Linked DNA regions of Mus musculus: all the other regions are linked to region 1. A link is a contact called in public ChIA-PET, HiChIP or PLAC-seq and promoter capture Hi-C data. All regions are on one chromosome and are shown on one strand. The core of a region is the stretch at or near the end of the contact, and the rest is flanking DNA. Distances in the headings are between cores, read along the strand shown. Region 1 holds the start of Maco1 (macoilin 1). Region 2 holds the start of Cd52 (CD52 antigen). Region 3 holds the start of Hmgn2 (high mobility group nucleosomal binding domain 2). Region 4 holds the start of Rcan3 (regulator of calcineurin 3). Region 5 holds the start of Lin28a (lin-28 homolog A (C. elegans)). Region 6 holds the start of Pdik1l (PDLIM1 interacting kinase 1 like). Region 7 holds the start of Crybg2 (crystallin beta-gamma domain containing 2).

Region 1 (2,822 bases), core at 2-2,501:
GTATTTTTCTCCAAGATTCACAGCAAGACCTAAACCGTAAGGCGCCAAGAGGACTCAAGTAAAGCCTTCAACCGCATGCTGAGCACTCTCTGTCGTAAACTAATTACTTCGCCTCGGAAATAGGCATTTCCAGAAAATAACCTCCGCACACAAATTGGGCTTGGGGAAGCTGTGACAGTCACCGAAATGCCCCATGAACCTGTTGTCCTTCTGTCCAGGAGAAGTGGATTCAATTTCTATTTAAAGGGACACCACTTTCCTTCATGAACAGAGGATTTAAAAAAAAAAAAAAAATCCCCAAACCTGAGTTGGGCGAGAATCCCTGCAAAATATCTGCTTGCAATTGTCAGAATGTTTGCTGAGGAACTGAGAAAAGCCGCGGTCTGGAGCGGTGTCACCGGCACGATCTGGGGGTATCAGCCTTGGGCGCTCCGAGCCAAGGTGGGGACCCCGTGAGGCAGCAGAGCGCAGAAGAGTAGCCGGCGTGGCCCCGCCCCGAGCCCGAGGGTCCCGCGCCCCTGGCAGCTCCTAACTTTGGCGGCTCGCTCGCCCGGCCGCACGCGTCCACGAGCCTCGGGCAGCCAACCCCCGAGCCCAGCGTGACCCGGGCTCGGTAGGGGACCGAGCGCACAGCCTGCTGGGGACCCCCGGGCTTCTGGGCTCCGGGCCGCGGGGGTGCCGCCCCTCCCCCCGACACACCACCGCCAACGGCGGCCCCGTGGCTCCCGCCCGCGCCCGCCGCGCCCTCCGCCTGGCCCTCGCCACACCCCGTGGCCCGGGGCGGACCCTCGGCTGGCTGGCTGGCCCGGCGCTCCGCGGGCGGCGCGCCTCAGGAGAGCCCCCGGCGCGGGCATGCGGCCTAGTCGGGGGGTTACATAACGGGGCCGGGCCCCTTCCGAGCGGCGCCCGGGACCCGCTGGCCCACGCCCGGCACCGCCGCTCACCTGCCGTAGATACCCTCGGTGATCCGGTTCCGCTTCAGGGGGCGGCGGAGCTTACTGCAGTCGGCGTTCCGCCGCTTCATCCTCCCGCTGGGGGGCCGGTGCCCGAGCCGCGCCGCCGCCGCCGCCTCTCACCTCAGCCGCCGTCGCCCGCCCGCCCCGCGTCGGGCCTGAATCCTACCCCTGCGGCCGGTCACACAGACATGGAGCCAGCACCGGGGGGGAGGGGGCCAGGAGGGGGGCGCCGAGCCTCCTCCGCCTTCGGAAACAAAGAAATGACAATTCCGGGGCCCGCCCGCCCCGCACCAGCCAGCCGCCCGCCCCGCCTCCTTTGCCGCGACGGACGGCCCGCATAGCCAATCGAAGGCGCCGCCGCGCCGCGCACGGCCAATCCCGGTGCCCGCTGAGGCAACACGGACCCTTAAGCCCGCCTTTTTGAAGGACAGAAGGACACACCAATCAGGATAAGGCCTAGACGCGTGGCCGGGCCTATCAGAAAAGAGTTAAATAGAGGCTTATAAATAGGCCCTATAAATATAACATCCTATATTATGCCTTGTTGCGAAGGTACGCTTCGCGGTTATTGGGCTGCGTCTCGCCGTGGGGAGGCCCACGTCGGCGTACACCGTGTGGCGCGGCGCCGCGGGCTCCCGCCTGGCGTGTGAGAACCGAACGGCGTGGTGCGCTGCGTGTGGGGACCTTGCGCTGACATGTGCTTCAGTCAGCCGCGTCCTTATGTAAGAGGGCGTCCCGGGAGCGCCGCCGCGGCCCCTTCTGCGGGCAGCCGAGCACGCAGCCATACCGGCCGCGTCAGCCGGGCCACGAATGACAAAGCAAACCACACACACATACACACACACTCACACACACCCTGCCAGCTTCCCGCGACGTGGTGACAGCGCGCCGACCAATCGGAGGTGGTGGGGCGGGGCCTGTGCGGGTCCGCCCCTGGTTCGCGTCACCAGAGAGGGGCGGCCCCTCGGGTGCGCGCGACGCCGCGCGGGGCTGCCGGGGGCGTGTGCGGCGGCGTGGCCGGGCTCCACGTCCGCAGGTTTGCGCAGGCTGAGGGTTCCGCGGGCTCCTCCCCGGCCTCAGAGGCTGCGTGAGGCGGTCGTTTGCTCTTTCCGCCCACTAGCTCTGTAGCTTACCGGTGAGGGCGGAACGGCAAAAAGACAAGTGAGATGCTCAGCGGGGAAACGCGTTTGCTGCCAAGTCTGAGGACCGAGTTCGAACCCGGGAATCCACGTGGTGGGCGGATAGAAGGAACTCCTACAAGTTGCCGCCTGACCTCCCACACGCACGCCCACACAAACACAGTTCCTAAATAAGTTTGGTTTTGGTTTTTAAGCGGCAAAGACTACCGGGCGTTGTTGGTGGCGCACCACTTTGATCCCAGCACTGCAGAGGCATGTGGATCGCTGAGCTCGAGGCCAGCTTGGTCTACGAAGTGAAGACCGCCAAGGCTGTAACATGTACCAACAATTTATATAAACAAACAAATAATAAATAAATAAATAAATAAATAAATAGCAAAACCGGGGAAGTGTGGGAAAGTAGCCATAGGAAGCAAATCACTGGTGGCTCCTGACTACTGGCAGAAGCATTTTAGTGTATGTCTTACACAATTTTCTTGCTTAGTTGTTATTATTTCTATAAAATAGAATCGAGCACATAGTAGACATTTGGTTTCATATCAGAGTCTTCGTTTTACGTGTTGTTACAACCTTTTATAAAGATTTCTTTAAGAGGTTGCAGAATGCCCTAGCAAGTGGCATTGCCACCTCACCCCCTCAGTAACTAGAGTCCCCAGTCATCTAGCACACTTTTACTTTTTTATATGTCCAGTAACTCGATGCCATCTTGATTTGCCCTGGGACCACA
Region 2 (2,892 bases), core at 337-2,836, 760 kb before region 1:
GACTCCTGAGGCCAGTGATGTGCAGTGATCGATCACACGTGGGACCCCATCTAAGCATAAGTATAACTTTATTGTGCCCTAGCTGGGTGTCACGGCCCCGCTCCCATTCCGGCCATTGGCTGTCAACTTTAGCCTCCTTGGATATCTGCTATCAACCCTTCCCGTGGGTTGGGATGTCTCTCGCTACTGATGGTGGCAGCAGTGGGTGGAGCACGGGGCTTCAGAAGCTGCGCCTTCACCTCAGCTGAGGTAGAAGAGGCACATTAAGGTATTGGCAAAGAAGAGGAAACTGCAGGCACCCGCATCGATGATGGATGAGGCCCCACTCTTTAAGGGGGTTTTTTTGGTGGAGGTGCTGTTTTTGTTAGTACCAGAAGCGGCCGTAGTGGCTTGTCCCAAGGATCCTGTTTGTATCTGCAAGAGAAGCGCTGCTCAGTAGGATTTGAACCTTCTGTTGAGGGCTCCTGCCCCTTTGTTCCCTTTCTTCAACTCTAGGCTTCCATAAAACTGCCATCAGCCCTGTTGAGATGTTTGGCTTCCCACCTCATCACAGGCAAGGGAAAGGCAGCCCCCATGTTTGTCATTCTTCCACCTCGAAACTTCCCACCACTTTTCAGGCTGCCAGATCCTCCAGCAAAGAGGGAAACAGAAACCCAAATGTGGGCTTCCCCTCCCAGAGCCTCGGTTTCCTCATCTCCTGGTGATCAGAGTCCACCATGGTCCAGAGTATCACACGTGACGGGCCTGAGTAAGGCCCCTGGCAGAGGGTGGGGTGGGGATGGCAGGTGACAAGCTGTCCTTGATGCTTGATCGGGCAGTAACTGAAGTTGCCCTTGATGGTCATCAAACTAGTTTTGGTGGCCATCAAACTGCCTTGATGCATGGTCTAGATGTTCTTGATCAAGAACTTGATGGCTCCATTCCCTGTGCTAATCAGGCCTCTCTGCGTACATAGTGCCACAAAGGATGCCTCCCAGGGTGGCAGTTGATCTGCAGAGTATATGGGAGACTTCTGTCTCTGTATTCCTGCACACCCACAATTCACTATGGCAGGGGCAGGGGACCCTCGGTCACCTATGGCAGTCTATTAGACCTCTCTCCAGCCCTCTCAAAAGGGCCACTTCTGCGGCTCTCCTCATCAGGGCTTCCTCTCCTGATCCAGAATTACCCAGAACCCTCTGAGTAGCTTCACACATCAGACACCTTCTGAGATTTCCCTCTCTGAGGCCAGTCTGATAGCGCCTGTGAGGAGTAGAAACCCAGCCATATAGGCCCTCCTAGATCCCTGGTTTCCAGTTGGCGACCATCTATCTCTGTCCCTGTGGTAGAAGGCAAGGGTCCCCACCACCACCACCGAGAACCTGCATTCCTTCCCCAGAACCTGGACCAAACCATTAAGCTAAGACCTGGTGGTAGCTGCAGTGACTCTAGGAGGAGCTGTCCTTACCTGAATCACAACCAGAAGAATGATAGTGAGGAAGAGGAGGAAGCTCTTCATCCTGAAATCTTCCTGGGCTCTGTAGCAGCTTTGAGAGATGAGTTCAGGACAGTCTGCAGGCCACTTTGAACCTGGCTGCTTTTTCTGCAGAAGAGAAAGGGAGGAGGCGGGAGGAAGGAGGGCCTAGGGGCGGGGAAAGGAGCTTCCTTCTTTCAAACCTGGGGGTGGATGAAACTAGCCTTGAGGTTCCTGTAGATGAGTTGTCAGTTCTCAAAAGAAGCACAGGCAGGGCATACAGAGCAACATGGAGACACGGGGCAGGATGGATGGATGGTTTCCAGGCTTGGAGCCCTGTGTCCTGGGAAGGAATCTTGTTTTCATGATTTGACAACTCAGACCTCAGGCCTGAGGCTGAATTTACAAGTCTTTAACATCCCCCTCAAAAAAAAAAAAAAAAAAAAGTATGCTGCAGTGATAAGCCTTATTTTTTTATCTTTGTATTTTGAGACATGGTCTATGTCACTCTGGATGGGTTTACATTCAAGCTGCTCCTGCCTCAACCTCTGAATTCTGGAATTGCAGCCCTACATCACACTGCTGACTAATCACTTACTTTAAAAAGAGCCAACAAGGGGCAGGAGAGGTGGCTCAGAGATTAAGAGCCCTGGTTGCTCTTCCAGAGGACCCAGGTTCAATTCCCAGCACCCACATGGCAGCTCACAACTGTAACTCCAGTTCCAGGGAGTCCAACACTCTCACACAGACACCCATGCAGGCAAAATATCAATGCATATACAATTAAAAAAATCATTAAAATAAAAAGCATGCCAGCTCTTAGGAGACAGAAGCAGGTGGGTCTCTATGAGTCTGAGGCTAGCCTGGGCTACATAGTGAGTTCCAAGTTCCAAGATTGAACTACATAGTTAAGATTCTGGCTCAGGCTAGGTGTGGTGGCGCACGCCTTTAATCCCAGCAATTGTGAGGCAGAGGCAGGCAGATTTCTGAGTTCGAGGCCAACCTGGTCTACAGAGTCAGTTCCAGGACAGTCAGGGCTACACAGAGAACCCTGTCTCAAAAATAAATAAATAAATAAATAAATAAATAAATAAATAAATAAATAAATAAATAAATAAAAATATTCTGGCTCAAAACAAAAATAAGCCAAAACAACCAAAAAGCCCTGTATATTGATAATGCCTAACTCTAGCAACTGTTATATAAATGGCAATTGTGTTTTGTTTTAAAGATTGAGTCCCTGTAATCCCAGAACTCAGGGTAGAGCCCAGGAGACGATCAAGGGCAGTTATATCTAAATGGTGACTTTGAGGCCAGCCTGGGCTACCTGGGACTCTGTCTGAAAACACACAGGCAAGCAAATGATCAGACAAGAGAAGGGAGCTAAGAGAGTGGAGTGGATGTAGAAGTCGTGGGAAATGGTGGATGGATCCTACCAT
Region 3 (2,700 bases), core at 3-2,502, 890 kb before region 1:
GATCAGGAAATAGACGCATACACTTACAGCAGACAACCTCGCAGATCTTCTCTGTGGCTATTAAAAAAGAAAGTAAGAGGAATAAGCACAGGTCTCCTCACTAGTCAGCTTCACATTAAAGAAAAGTTAATGAGACAATTCGTGGTCATTTACTACCACAGAACCTTGGTAGCTACTACGCAAGGCTTTGTGCGTTGCCCTCAATGGATAAGACTCACCTCGTCCTTCACCTTGGTTTTGTCTCCTTTAGCATCCCCTTCAGCCTACAAAATGATAAAAAGACCAAAACTTGTAACCTCGGAGGCAAATCTCAGAGAACCGGAACTTAACAGCAACCGTCAGACCCCATTCTAAAAACGCATACACCCAAGTTTTATATAAGAAGCCTTAACGGGGATAAGGCCCAACTAAAGTCCGAGACGCACGGAAGACCGGGCAGGCTGGCCGCAGAGCGCGGGAGAAGCTGGAGCCTGGCCCCACAGGCGCTCGGAGCCACCAGCGCCAGGCATTAACAGCTGCAGATTGTGCAAACAAACCTCTCCGGAGGCGGCGCCTGGCGCCGTTGCCATGGCAGCCGTCGAGGGCGGGAGCTCGGGGAAGCCGTGGGCGGGGGCGCGCGTCTCGTGCGCCCGGAACGTGGGCGGCCGGGGAGGGCGGAGCCACGCCGCGGGCCCGCCCCTCGCGGACGCAGTTTTGGCGGCAGCGCGCTCCCCCGCCCGCCCAGCCGAGCGCCGCCTTCCCGCCCTTTCGGGTTTGAATCGCCCGCTCGTTCGCTCGCTCGCCCGCGGGAGGAAGGGAGGAGGGGAGGGGGCTGCCGGTGGGGGAGGGGGCGCGGGCGGCCACAGGGAGCGGGATAAACAGCTGCCAACATGGCTCCTCCTGCTACCGCCACCGAGCCTCCAATATGGCTTCTGGCGCCCGCGGGCAGCGCGCCTCGCACGATTCGCCCCGCAGCCGGACTCGGGCTGGAACCTCGCGCCGCGCCCGACCTACCGCCGAGTCCCGAGCCCGAGGCTGGCGGTGGTCCCGGGGCGCCCGCGCGCTCGCGCCACGTACCTTTCTTTTGGGCATGGTGGCGGCAGGGGACGTCGGCGCTGAGCACGGGGATACAGCGGCGCGCGGGTTTGCTCCGTCCGGGGGTCGTCCTCGCTGCTTCCTCACACTGCTCGGGCTCCGGGGGGTTTATAAAGTTTTTATAGCGCTGGGAGCCCCGGACCGGTTAGAACCGGATTTCACCTCCCGTCGCCGCTCATTGGCCCAGTTGGGGTCACGTGGGCGGGGTTTAAACTCACCTCCTCTGGAGTGAGGAGGGGGTGCAGGGGGAGGGCGCTCGAGACGGCGGCGCGCCTTGGGGGAGGGGGCGCGCCTCGGAGTCGGAGGTAATAAATGAGGGGCGCGCGAGGCGGCAGGCTTGGGGTTCCGCTCCCGCCCAGACCTGGCTTTTGCAAACTACCAAGTTCCTTCCACCTTATGCAACCCTTCTACCCACTTCTCCAAGCCGTGCGACACTGGGCACATCTCGGCCGCTTTCCTTCCTGCTCCCGCCGGGGCCCCAGCAGAGGGGTTTGTGAGGCCTGGCCGCGCCGCCCAGCTCCAGAGGCGGCGGGAAGCGCGCCGGCCGCAGCCCCGGGGACCACGGGCTCCCGTGGGCTGAGAGCCGGGAGGCTAAGCTTGGCGCAGTCGGACGTGCATCCTTTTGAGTTGCCACCTTGGGGAGTCCCTCGGTGTGCTCACCTGGAAAGCAGTCCACGGGATGTGGAGGTGTGGGCTGGGAGGGGAGACTTTCCACACAGGGATGCCTTTCGGGTACAGCGGGGCAGGTAGGAGCTGTCCTTTCAGCACCTACTGCTGAGCCGCCTCCCCAACGTTAAACAGCCCCCCAACATCTGCCTGGTAGCTTCCTTAAATCCCCTCTGGCCCCTGTCACAGAATGGTGGAGAAAAGCCGGCGCCCCAGCCCGGGAGCACGCCCCTCCCACTCGGCTCTCTGGGTCTGGGCTGCAGCTACCCAGCTGCCCCCACTCAGCAGAGGCCATGGAACCTGGGCTTTGCAGATGCCACAGCTGGCTAAAGCCCGCCTCACACACCATCGAGCTGGCTTGCTCTCGGTTGCGTGAGGAAAAGGCGGTTGAAGGGAAGCGCCGGAAGATTAGGAAACAAGTAGATGAACAGGTGTGATGGCAGAGGGGCCCTTCCAGGCCACCCCCGCCCAAAGTCCGGCCTTCTAGAGCTAGCTGAGTGCACCCGATGGAGGGGGCCAACTGCAGCAGTAAAGCAAAACCTTCTCTCGTTTGCAGTTACCACACAAACCTTGTATCTCAAAAAGAAAATTTTAAATTCTTTTTGACATCCATAACACAACTGGCTAACATCTGCAATAGGGTGTTTGGTGCTCAGGCGGAAGGCACAAAATAGGTCCCATCTTAATTTCTGAGGCAAGGGTTGAAGCTAGTTTGTAATAGCCATGGCAGCAGAAAGCAGACATCTGCGAATTCAAATCAAGCATTTTTCAGCCTTTGCCTCTGGACAACAGTGGATCTGCCTCTCCTTTCCACGCCCACAGTGGCTCCCGAGGCAGCCATCCTCCACCCCACCCTGTGCACCTTTCCCAGAATACAGGTCCTGGGGCTGGAAGATACCAGCCCCATTAATCACCGCTACTGTACTCCAATCTTAAGAGAAAGTCAGCCAGGCCTCAACA
Region 4 (2,700 bases), core at 48-2,547, 580 kb after region 1:
TATATTTATTGAATGTTTATATGTGTGTTTGACTGTGGCCTCAGCAACACTCAGGTATTAGTCAAAGGACAACTTGCAAAAGCTGATTCTCTCCTCCTGCCATGTTGATCCCCGGGATCCGGGAACTCCAACTGTCAGGCTTTGCAGTAAGTGTGTCTGTCTGTACCAGCTGAGCCATCTCATAGGACTACATATTGATATATTGGACTAGAGGTAATGGCATTGTGTTAAGATAGGTTTTATTTTGTTTTGTTGGGCAGGACCGTATTATGTAGTCCAGACTAGTCTCCCACTTGCTAATATTATAAACGTGTGCCACACCCAGTTCTTAAAATAACATTTTAAAGTAATCACTAATCATAGCTACAGATGGTCAATTACTTCTCTGGCCAACTAGTAGATGAGAGACTTCTACGAAAAGTTCAAGTAAATGTATTGTCCTAGATAGCCTTCAATATTGGGACGCGAATATATATATATTTGGTTTTAAACCCTACAATAAAACATCACTCTACATAATCCTAGTTTGAATCTGAAACATGGACGTGAGCCGCTAGAATCTTAATCCCCAGAGGAGATGATGAGATTTCGCACGGAAGCTGGAACCCCACAACCTGGAAACAGACAGCTATTGAAGGGTTCAAGAGGAAGCGGACAAGTTTCCAGATGCCAGGGAAGCAGAGAAGCACGAGGATTCCTGCATCCTGGGGGAGGGGAGGAGAGAGGGGAGTGGGGCTTCCACCTGCTGCCAGGAGGGTTTTACTAGCCACACCTTCCCTGCCCTCCGGGAGGGGGGGGCCAGGTTGGGCCTGACATCTTTCAAAAAGTCGAACTGCGGGTGGAGAAATTGCTGGTGGAGGAGAAAGGACCTGGGGGCGAGGGTTGTTTTGCAGGACGTTACCCCGAAGCTGCTGGGGGAGATCCTGGGCATCAGGCGGTTGGTCCTTAGCAACGTCTAGGGGGTTCCTGGAGGATCTGGGCAGCTGCTGCTCTAGCTGAGGCTGCTTTAACTTTCAGGGATCCTGGGGATCCATCACCCAGAGCTGCTGCAAACCTGTTCCGAGCGGCCGCGACCCGGCCCCGCCCTGCGAAGGGGAGACTCACCTGTGCGCTCGAGGGGAGAGGCCCGAGGGGGGATGCCCACGAGCGCGGCCTGGGGCGGACAGACCCTCACCACCCGGAGCCACCACGCCCTCAACGCGGGCCGCAGCGGCCGCCTCAGCCGGCGACACGGGCGGTGACCTAGGGCTGAGCGAGGTTGCCAGCGTCGCGCGCGCTCCCGGGCCCGCGCGCCTCGCGCCCTCCCTGGGTTCCTCGCGCCCAGGGGGCGCGCTGCGCCGGCGCACAGACAGGAGGGCGGGGCTGACAGCTGGGTGGGCGGGAGTCGCCGAGTGGTGGGCGGGGCTCTGGGGGCGGGGGTGGGTTCTGCGCGCGCGCATTCGCCTGCTCCTCTTGGCTGGCTGGCACTGGCTTTGAGGGACTTGGGCCGGCACTCTTTTTTTTTTTTTTTCCCACCCCCCCTGGGCCGGCACTCTTAAGGCAGAGGCTTTCCTTGACCTCCAGAACGGGACTTTTGATGTCCCCTTGGTATCCGCCGCCCCCAAGAAACATTTTCTCTCTCTTTTTGCTGACCTCACGTGACAGTGACAGGAACAGCTAGCCGGGATACTAGGAACCTTCTCGGGGCGGGTTCCTGTGAGCTTAACCCGGGGTAGCCTTCTAGGAACCTGGCAGCCGGATGTGCCCGACCTCGCCCCGCAGCTCCCGTCGCCCAGTAGAGGCGATGGCGACGTGGCTGTGCTATGGGTGTCACCAGGTGTGTGACTGCGCGCGCCCCATCCCTCCCTCCATTGCACCCAGCACAGATGTACAATATTAATGATATTTGCGTTTGCCTTTCCACACAGTCTTGCTTATCTCCCTTGGAGATAATGGAACATTAATTATGTCTAGGTCAGGGTTTAGGCTAGTAGTAGCGCCGAGGCTGGCTGGCATTTTAATTTTAATTGCTGTTGCTGAGACCAGCCTGTCAGGGAGCTGTGCCCTCTTCCAGCTCACAAACTGGATGAACGGTACAGAGCTGGAGAACTCTCAGCTCCCGCTAGAAGGATTCTGCTCTGCTATCCAGGCCGTATGGCTCAGTTCTGAGGGTCCTTGCTCCCAACCCCGGACGCACGTGATGGAAGGAGAGAACTCCTGCAAGTGTTCTCTGACTTCCACACGGCTGCCCTTCTGAATAATAAACAAATAATAAATAGAAAATCAGCTTTTGTCATTTACGCAAGACCCTTCATAGGACAAATGAAACAAGGGGGTCAAAACTAAGGACACAGTGTTGTCACTCGGTGAGAGTCATGGGCACAAAATGCAGGGCATAGCATCCTCGTCAGAGTGACTCCCATAGTGTCCCCCACAGGATCACAGTGTTGTATCCCTTTTGCTTTAGGAAGTTTCTGCAGCTTTCCACCCTGAGGCTCCTGATTAAACTTGACTTAACACGTCAAGTTCTTCACTTTTTCATCAAAGAATTATGGAGAGTGACTTCTATACTCACATCAAGAAGCATAGAAATGTTTCCCCTTGGGCTGGTGAGATGGCTAGATGGTTAAGAGCACTGACTGCTCTTCCAAAGATCCTGAGTTCAAATCTCAGCAACCACACGGTGGCTCACAACCATCTGTAATGAGATCTGACTCCCTC
Region 5 (2,744 bases), core at 128-2,627, 830 kb before region 1:
AGACCTCTAGGGGAGCTTTTCAGCTCACACGTTGATCCTTCCGGGACCTGCCAAACCTACACTGGCTACAGGACCTGGCTTTGGGTGGCCACCTGACTTGAGGTCTGCATTGAAACGGGAAGAACCTGACGTCGCAGGTTCACGCCCGTAGGTTGGGTAGCAAATGGCTCACACTCTCTCCTCCCTATGAATTAGACTCAGACCTTTAGAACTCAGGGCGCTAACGCCCGGCTCAGGCCCTGCATGTGCTTCCCTGGTCGGCCTGCTGGCCCTCCCCCACCGGCAAGCACAATACAACCTTAGTTTCTGCCACATGGGGTCACCTCCCTGCCCCCTGCTCCCTTCCCAGGGGAAAGAGGTAATAGACACGTGGTAAGCCGGAGGGGTTCCCGGAAGGGGGCGGGGAGGGGGTGCTGGTAGTCAGCAGTGCCTCCTCGCACAACTGCAGTTACTACAAACTCAAAACTGGGGTGTCCCGAAAAATATGGGGACGCACAATGAGGGGTATTTATCTCCTCCAATCCGACAGGAGGGGCCACCAGCCAAGGCCGTACCTCGGAACTCCCAGCCTTTTTCTTTTTTTTCCCCTAGCAAAGTTCCAGAATGAGTCTCACCTGGTGCACAAAGACGTCCACCGGGGGGTCGAGCGCGACCCCAGCGCGGGCGGTCATAGACAGGAAGCCGAACCCCATGCGCACGTTGAACCACTTACAGATGCCGGCCCCGTGCAGCAGCTGCGGCTCGTCTGCCGCTCGGGCCGCGTCAGGCGGCGCCTCCTCTGGCGCCTTCTCCGCTGCCTTGGCGCAGCCACCTGGAGATAGGGAGGGCCAGGTGATCAGCTGGGGGCCAAGGGATCGCAGGCCCTCTCAGGGACCCGTCTGGGAGATCTCGGTGGTCAGCCCGCGGATAGACACCCAGGAGGAGGCAGCTACCAAGCAGCTGGTAAGAAGAAACCTGTCCTGGCTGCCTCCCCAAGCTTACACAGAGGATGCTGACGCCCCAAAAGTTTTGCTTGTCTTCCCACAACAAGTTGCCCGTGCACACGCGGAGGGACAGGCCCCTCCTCTTCTCTCCCTCCGCCCCCACGGGCTCGGTGTACAAGCCACTGGAACACCAGGGTTCCCTAGTCCAGAGATGGCCCCCAGAAGCAGGAGGCCATAGGGACTTGGGGGTCCCGCGGACAAGTCCGTGGGACACTTTCCCACCTCCCTTCTATTTAGACATTGGGCTCCCTGCACCCTAAGGTGTGCCCGCTGAATCGCAAGCTCGAACCTGCAAACTGCTGGTTGGACACCGAGCCCATGGTCGTCTGCTGAGCCCGTGGCCCCGGGCCCCAGGTCGGGCGGCTGCTGGCCCCAGAGAAGTCCGGAGGCAAAGGGGTGGTTCGGAGAAGAGGCTGCTACATCTTCCCCCGCACAATAGCGGTGGGAGGGCCCACGGCTTTTCAAAGGCTCCCAAATTCTAAAAGACAATGACCCAACCCCCCGCGGGCAGCCCCCTCCCCTCCCCTCTCTCCTTACCCCTCCCTTTCCCTCTGGCTCTGGCTTCGGCCCTCCCCCACTGCTCTGGTCTCTGACACCTCTGGGGTGTCCCTTCCCAGAACCTTGAGATTTGACACCCCCTCCACATACACACATCTGGAGATGGGGATCTTTTGCACTGGAAGTCTTCAGTACCCCAGAATTTGGGATCCTGCACTTTGAGGACTCAATGCGGGCATCCAAAGCGGACACAGGTGGGGGGGAACGGGGGGGGGGTAGTTTTATAACCACGTGACCACACACACACACACACACACACACACACACACACACACACACACACACACACACCACCCCCACCCCCCGGGCAGATAATTATACATTCCAGAGAGTTGGGGGAGGGAGGTGTGAGCCTGGTGGCGCTGTCCAATCAGAAACACAAACCACCTGTCAAGGGAGAAATGGATGAGCCCTCCCCCTCCCCCAGCCCCTCAGCGCCCCTCCCCCTCTTTCCCCTCAGGCCTCAGAGCTGACCCGGCTGCTTGGCGCTGACCTGCTCTCACCCCCCACCTCCGTGTGCTTAGATAGACCTGGAGTTCTGGACATTAGGAAGCCGGGATAGGGGTGCAAGGAAGCGGCTGGAGACCCCACCGAGCTGATCTGTCTTAACCTAGGTGCTGCCTCTCAAACTCGGCCTGTCTCTGGGTGCTACTGGATGCCTCAATCTCCAAATTTCAACAACAGTTTCTCTGGGTTTGTCCCAGTGAGAAACAAGCTCCTAGTTGATTCTGTGCAAAGAGTCCTTCGCTCCCTCCTAAGCCTACACCTAAAGTTGCTTCCAGGTACAGCTCCCTGAGAGAGCATGTGGAAACCTCGAAGAATGCCCTCTGTGGTAGCTGTGTTCTCATCGGGCCCCTGCCTGCCGCGTCCCGTCCTGTCCCATCCGTTGGTGGAAGAGAATAGATTGGTGGGTGGAGGCACTTCCTCCAAGACCCGGGACACTCTAATTCCCAGACCCTCCTGTTCTCAGTCACCATCCTAAATTGAGCTACCCTTCGGGTAGTATGACTGGTGAAAAGACTGGATAGAGAGAGGCTTCTCATTTAAAGAGGTAAACTCCCTACTAGAAGATAAAGAGGGTGGACCAGAGGGGTGGCCACTGCCCTGGTCAGAGATGGACAATGGCCCGGGGCTCAGTGCACGGCCCTGGCCCTGCCCCTTCACTTCCGGTGCTCAGTTCAAACTGGACAATGCCAGCTCCGG
Region 6 (2,700 bases), core at 172-2,671, 570 kb before region 1:
ACTTACTTATGTTTTGTTTGCAACAGTGTCTCAGGTAGCTCAGGCTACCCCTGAATTTACTATATAGCAGGGAATGACCCTAATCTCCTGCTTCCACCTTCCAAAAACTAGGGTTATAGACCTGCACCAGCATGCTTAGTTATTTGTTTCTTACAAAATGGGCACAAATAAAGTTTTTGCAGAGCTGTTCCCTCAAAATGAAGTAAGTCAACTACCTTTTTATCGTTGTTTAGCATAGTTATTTAATTCTAGGTCTTTTCTGGCCAAAGGGGGAGCATCCTATACATCACAGGGAATCCTCTGACAAAGTCCTTTGGCGCTGTACCTTGAGAAATCATTTAAAGGCAAGCTGGAGCACAGGCCCCACAGAGAAATGTTCTTTTGAGTGGAGAGTCTGCAGTACGCTCCCTCACTCACTGTCACTGTCTTCGCCGGCCAGGAAGAGTAAGATTGTATTTACATTGCACAACCAGGTAAACAAAGTGACTGCCCCGGGAACCGGAGACTCCCGGAACGACTACTTTAAGTTCATTGGCCAGATTTAAAAGAAAATGACTGTTCCTGAGGTTTGCCCTGAGTTACTTCCTTGTATTGGTCGCCTACCCTTCAATTTCTTCCTGGATTCCCCAATGTCAGGTTTCCTGTCACCGGGCGGGCCATTCTGTCCTGCTCTGTGCTGATTCCCGGTTACTAGGCACTTCCAAGTGACTCTTTTCTCTGCAGCGGTCCCCTGTCCTCTCCCACTTGCCAGAGGTCCCCCCCCCCAAGGAAGAACGCCTTCCTTGCATAAGAAAGGACGGTGTCTATCAAATCCTTGGGGTCCTGGCTGGAGAGACGCCCTGCTGAAGCATCCTTCGAGAACCCGAGCGCCTTACGATGGCACGTCCCGGACCCTCCTGCCTGCCTGCCTGCCATTCTCCCTCCGGGGCTGGGCACCGGCGGCTTGGACATGCACCTGCTGGTGCCGGGGACGGGGACAAGTAAGGCCAGCGGTGCTCGCTCTGTCGCCGAGGCGCGCTCACTGGCCAAGCAGCAAGCTCACTCCGGGCGGCCGTCCCTGGAAACCCCGAGGGACCCTCCCGTGGCCCCTGAGCGGGCCTCGCAGTCGCTTCAACTCCTGGCGGCTGCAGCCTAGGGGACCGGACTCCGGGAGTGGCCCGGGCGGGAACGGAGGCCGCAGTCCCCGGCCGGTGGCCGGCGCAGCACCGGGCCTTCCCGGGGATGACTCCACTGAGAGGTCCGTGACAGGCCTGCTGGGGACAGAGACACATGCAGGGAGACCGGTTCTGACTGCGGGGCATCCGTGGCACGGCGAAGGGCCAGGTTTACCTCAGGGCAGCCGCCGCCGCTTCTCCCTCTCATGAGCTCTGCAGGCCGCCATTATCGCGCAGCTCGCGCCCTCGGCCGCGGCGGCCTCCAGTCAGAAGCCGGCGCGCGCCCCCGTGGTGCGCGGACACACCCCCTCACGCCGGGCCCCGCCCCCTCCGGCTTGCCGTAGCGCGCGTGCGCAAGCCGAGCGCCGCCTGCTGCCGGGCGAGCGCCCGCCTCTCCTCCGCGGGCTCTGGCCATTGCGCTCCGTCGCTGCCCTGGCGCGGCGCACAGCCGAGCGTTTCCAGCGGTGTGCGCGCTGCAGAGCGGACCAATGCTGCCCTGCAGGGGTGGCGGCAGGGGACGGTCGCCCTCAGCCGCAGCGGGGGGCGCGTCCCGGGACCCCAGAGAAGCTGCGGCCGCTGGCCCGAGCCGGCGGTGCTCGTGCCCCGTGGCGGGCTACGCTGCCCGCCCTCTTCAGACCTACCGAGCGGCGGGCTGGAGCGCGCGGTTCGCTGGGGCCGGATGCCCGGTGCATCTTCCTCGCTGGTGGCGGGACTGGGCGGCGGGTCCGTGGGGAGGCGCGGCCAGTGCTGGGAGGCTGGCTGCACCTACGTTCCGAGGCACCGAGCTGTGTTTGCGGGTGGCACAATGGCCCAGGCAGCGACGCGGGCCTGGGTGCGATCATCTGGGAGGATGCTGTCCCCTGCCCCACCGGCGCGGTGGTATCTCCCTTAAAGAAGCCGGAACCTCATTGTTCCCGGCCTTGAGGATCGGGGCGTCCTGCTGGGTGAGAGAGAGGGTGTGGCCTACCTGGCTGCGGCGCGCAGCCTAGCTGGCCTGAACCGGAGTTGGGACCCATTTTAGGCGGGTGTACGGACACAAAACAGGTCTCCTAGGACTGCAGTCCCCCGGAGTTCTTCAAATACGTGCACAAAACCTTTCAAATGCCCCCAGCAGTTGTCAGTCATAACCCTGAGTTGCCCTGAGATCGGGGTGACAGTCACTTGGAAACCAGGACCAACTGGCCGGCCCGTCGTTAGTTACACAGATTGAGTAAGCATCTGCCAGAAACGCCCATTCTTTTCTTTATTATTCTGTACCTACTGCTTGTTAGTAAGGTTGATCCTGCCTTCATTGCCCCCTAAGCATCTCAGTGCCTCCAGGATCATCCTTTGTCATCTGCTTATGAAACTAATATTTGGGGTCTGGGCAACTTTCTATATAATCTGAACCATATTCCAAAAGTAAAGACCTTACTACTGACCCTGCTGCTTTCATAGGCGAGGAAACCAACACCTGCCACATTGACCAAAAGTTGTCTTCCTAGAACACCCACTCGCACCCTAGTGTAACGTCCTCCAGCCCCTCCTAATAAAAGCCCAGCAATCT
Region 7 (2,887 bases), core at 45-2,544, 780 kb before region 1:
TAACAAAGCCAAAGCAAGGAGGTCCAGGTAGGGGTTGGTGTGCCAGTTCTGTGCCTAGGGAGGAGGACACGGGTGATCCAAACTGGCCCTGAGAGCTGCCAGGGTACCCCAGCATAGGAAGGCAGTCTGTACAAGGACGAGGGGGTGGAAAGTGAGCTGGTTTTAGAAGCAGATGGGAAACAGGCAGGAGGGTGAGGTGGGGGACATGGGGTTCTGGTTGATTGGGGTCTAGGTGAATACAGCCTGGAGTTGGAATGTAGGAGGTCCCTAGAGAGGAAGGAGGTGACTCTCAGGGACACTGTCCTTCTGGACCCACTCTCTGCTGGAGGGTTCTTTAAGCAGGTTTGACTAATGTGGGGAAAAGGGCAGAGTACAGCCGGGTAGCACGCGGGAATGTGTGAGCTCTGCGTGCACCAAGTACAGGTTCCTATTCAAGGGCAGATGGATTGCAAAGCAGAGAGAGCTTGTTTGTTGGCTGTGAGCTGAATGGGTGTGTTCCGGAGATACGTGCATACATGTGCTGTGGTGCCTGTGTGTTCTGTAGTGGAGCGTGTGGCTTGCACGCCTACAGAGCCCCTGTGTGTTTGTGTCTCTTGGTGTGTGACCATGTGTGTGTGTTGCTGTGTGTTCCTGGCTGCGTTTGTCTAGGCGGGTATCTCTGTATTTCTGTGCTGTGTGATGTGGTGGGTCTTCGACTCTGTGAATGCCTGTCTGATGCGCCATGTGTTTGGCAGCATGTGGGCCTGTGGACTGGTTTGGCCTAGTTTGGGGGTGACTCACAGGTAAGCGGGGAGAATCCCAGGACTTGTTGGGTTAGCTGAGATTTTTTTCCCACGCTCCCCCCACACCCCCCTCAGCCTCTCCCTTCCCATACCCACACACCTTGCTTAGAGGTCACAGGTCACCTTGCTAGCAAATCCACTTGTAGACGTGGAGAAGAGAGGGCTCTTGGAACAGGCCCTTGTGTTTGCAGGGGTGGTAGCTAGGTTACTGGGGTGTGTCTCCAGACAAAGGCAAAAGTGGGGAGCTATAGGCAGGCACATTCCAACACACATGAAAAACATCTTAGCCATCTTGACTGTCTAGGGATGGGACATGTGAACTGTCAGGAGGTGACCTCCCTGTCCCTAGAAGTATTCAAGCAGAAGCTATGACCACATGCTTAAGGAATGAATGGCCATCAGGGGGTGTTGTCCCTGGGTTGGGCTGGGCCTAGAATGGCATGGAGCTGATTGCTGGGACGTCATCAATACAACCCTGTGCGGACTGCCTTCCTTCAGTTTCCCCCAAGCTGTTTCCCTGTGGCCTTGCTGAAGCCCATGGGACCTTCCAAACATCTGACTCCTGGGATATCAGCTTCTTAAGAAAGCTAGCCTTGGGTGAGTCTGGCCAGGACTTGGCACTTGGCCCCAAATAATTAGCACTGAATGAATGAATGAGTGAACAAATCGGTTAGAGCTCAAGCTTTGTCGCTTGCCGCCAATGACGAGCGATCTGGGGGGATGAAGACAGGGGACTCTGTGAGGAGGAGGCTACTTATGTGGTGCTGAGTAAGGGACAAAGTGGGGGATCCCAGGGGAGAGAACACAGCTTCAGTGAGGGTGGCAGGGTCGGGCTGTTGTAAGGAGCTGAGTTTGAGCCTAGGGTGTCCATGTGTGTCTGCTCTCAACTGACCCTGGCTAAGGAAGTCTTGGGGGTCATCCAGGACTCCCCATCCTTATTCACAGGCTGTCAGAGGCCCCACAAACTCTATCCCAGACACTGGTAACAACCAGCAGTGGTCCTGGAGTTGAGTCAGACATCTGTGGGCCTCAGGCCCTTTCATCTATGCCCCCTTATAAAACCTGAGTCACTGCTGGGCCACAGGGCAGGTCAAAGTTCTGTTTCTTCCAGTTTCTTAGGAAGGAGGGAGGTAGGGAGTGGGGAGAGAATTAGGGCAGTGGGCCTATGTCTCACTCTGGGTATAGCTGTTGGGGGCTAGGTGAGCAGGGTCTTTGGGGTCCCTAGGTCTGAAAACAGCCTTGCTATGTCATACTTGGAGATATAAGCAAGGATTGCTCCTTAAGGTCTGAAGTGAACCCCAGGGCTGAGAGGTCCCCCAGTTGGTAGAGGGTTTGCCTAGCACCTCTGAAGCCCTAGGTTACATTCCAGAGCTGGGAAAAGGAAGGGTTGGGCATGCCTATCATCTGACCATTCAGAGGAAGTAGAGGCTAGAGAATCAGAGTTCAAGGTCACGGCTAGGGAGTGGACAAAGGTTGTCTGCAGTCAAACCTGACTACTCAGTCTTCTCAACCCACATGGTGGAAGGGGACAACCCACAAGCTGTCCTCACGTGCATCGTGGGACACACACACACACACACGAGTATCCACATACATGTGCACACACATGCACACATGCAGGAATGTGCACACACATACAGGCACACACACTCACCAAATGTAACTTAAGAAAAAAAAACAAGTTCAAGACCCTCTTTGGGAACAGAGAGTTCAAAGCCGCACTGGTCCACATGAGGCCCTGTCTCAAACAAATGAGCAAACCCTGGGGGGAACCCCAGTCAGCCATGCTAGTATATGCATATAATCCCAGCCCTCTGCTTGGGAAGGTGAGAACGAAGACTTGTTTTGAGTTGGAGCCCACAGTGGGCTACATAAATGCTATCAGGCCAGCCAGAGTTACATAGCAAAATGCTATCTCAGAACATCAAAAAGAGGGGCAGGCGTGGTGGTGCAAGCCTTTAATCTCAGTACTTGGGAGGCAGATTCAGGTAGAGATCTCTTGTGAGTTCGAAGTCAGCCTGGTCTACATAGTGAGCTCCAGGACAGCCAGGACTACAAAATGAGACTCTCCCTGAAAGTATAAAAGCAAACAAGTAAATATTAAA

Evidence for each region. Promoter capture Hi-C pulls out the DNA fragments that hold promoters and counts their contacts. ChIA-PET counts read pairs in DNA pulled down with a chosen protein or histone mark. HiChIP or PLAC-seq counts read pairs in DNA pulled down with a chosen protein or histone mark.
Region 2: a contact with region 1 is called in an RNA polymerase II ChIA-PET map of memory CD8 T cells, with 13 read pairs. The contact joins the promoter of Cd52 here to the promoter of Maco1 in region 1. A contact is called at or near these places in 1 of 39 promoter capture datasets (hippocampal neurons) and 1 of 115 datasets of contacts at active chromatin or transcription factors (memory CD8 T cells).
Region 3: a contact with region 1 is called in a FOXA1 HiChIP or PLAC-seq map of pancreatic cancer cells. The contact joins the promoter of Hmgn2 here to the promoter of Maco1 in region 1. A contact is called at or near these places in 2 of 39 promoter capture datasets (liver and pre-B cells), 1 of 484 Hi-C or Micro-C datasets (embryonic stem cells) and 4 of 115 datasets of contacts at active chromatin or transcription factors (bone marrow-derived macrophages, embryonic stem cells, memory CD8 T cells and 1 more).
Region 4: a promoter capture Hi-C map of pre-B cells shows a contact between it and region 1, with 3 times the contacts expected there. The contact joins the promoter of Rcan3 here to the promoter of Maco1 in region 1. A contact is called at or near these places in 4 of 39 promoter capture datasets (the SN4741 cell line, hippocampal neurons, liver and 1 more) and 3 of 115 datasets of contacts at active chromatin or transcription factors (embryonic forebrain, fetal liver and regulatory T cell precursor).
Region 5: a contact with region 1 is called in a promoter capture Hi-C map of pre-B cells, with 3 times the contacts expected there. The contact joins the promoter of Lin28a here to the promoter of Maco1 in region 1. A contact is called at or near these places in 2 of 39 promoter capture datasets (liver and pre-B cells) and 1 of 484 Hi-C or Micro-C datasets (embryonic stem cells).
Region 6: an RNA polymerase II ChIA-PET map of memory CD8 T cells shows a contact between it and region 1, with 7 read pairs. The contact joins the promoter of Pdik1l here to the promoter of Maco1 in region 1. A contact is called at or near these places in 2 of 115 datasets of contacts at active chromatin or transcription factors (memory CD8 T cells and microglia).
Region 7: a promoter capture Hi-C map of liver shows a contact between it and region 1, with 2.7 times the contacts expected there. The contact joins the promoter of Crybg2 here to the promoter of Maco1 in region 1. A contact is called at or near these places in 3 of 39 promoter capture datasets (hippocampal neurons and liver) and 1 of 115 datasets of contacts at active chromatin or transcription factors (craniofacial prominence).

Annotation. Positions count from the first base shown.
Region 1 is chr4:134,852,094-134,854,915 of GRCm38.p6, forward strand. It overlaps Maco1 (macoilin 1), which reads right to left and starts at 1,252. Exons shown (of 11, transcript NM_025382.6): 1 at 945-1,252. The coding sequence starts at 1,024.
Region 2 is chr4:134,093,487-134,096,378 of GRCm38.p6, forward strand. It overlaps Cd52 (CD52 antigen), which reads right to left and starts at 1,587. Exons shown (of 2, transcript NM_013706.2): 1 at 1,448-1,587; 2 at 52-414. The coding sequence starts at 1,498. The coding sequence ends at 241.
Region 3 is chr4:133,966,739-133,969,438 of GRCm38.p6, forward strand. Hmgn2 (high mobility group nucleosomal binding domain 2) reads right to left here and starts at 1,253. Exons shown (of 6, transcript NM_016957.3): 1 at 1,057-1,253; 2 at 219-263; 3 at 28-57. The coding sequence starts at 1,071. Dhdds (dehydrodolichyl diphosphate synthase) reads right to left here. Exons shown (of 9, transcript NM_001362959.1): 9 at 2,290-2,700.
Region 4 is chr4:135,432,508-135,435,207 of GRCm38.p6, forward strand. It overlaps Rcan3 (regulator of calcineurin 3), which reads right to left and starts at 1,298. Exons shown (of 5, transcript NM_022980.4): 1 at 1,105-1,298.
Region 5 is chr4:134,017,439-134,020,182 of GRCm38.p6, forward strand. Lin28a (lin-28 homolog A (C. elegans)) reads right to left here and starts at 1,378. Exons shown (of 4, transcript NM_145833.1): 1 at 1,273-1,378; 2 at 615-811. The coding sequence starts at 1,303.
Region 6 is chr4:134,285,832-134,288,531 of GRCm38.p6, forward strand. It overlaps Pdik1l (PDLIM1 interacting kinase 1 like), which reads right to left and starts at 1,422. Exons shown (of 3, transcript NM_001163794.1): 1 at 1,330-1,422.
Region 7 is chr4:134,067,158-134,070,044 of GRCm38.p6, forward strand. Crybg2 (crystallin beta-gamma domain containing 2) reads left to right here and starts at 1,295. Exons shown (of 20, transcript NM_001162970.1): 1 at 1,295-1,379.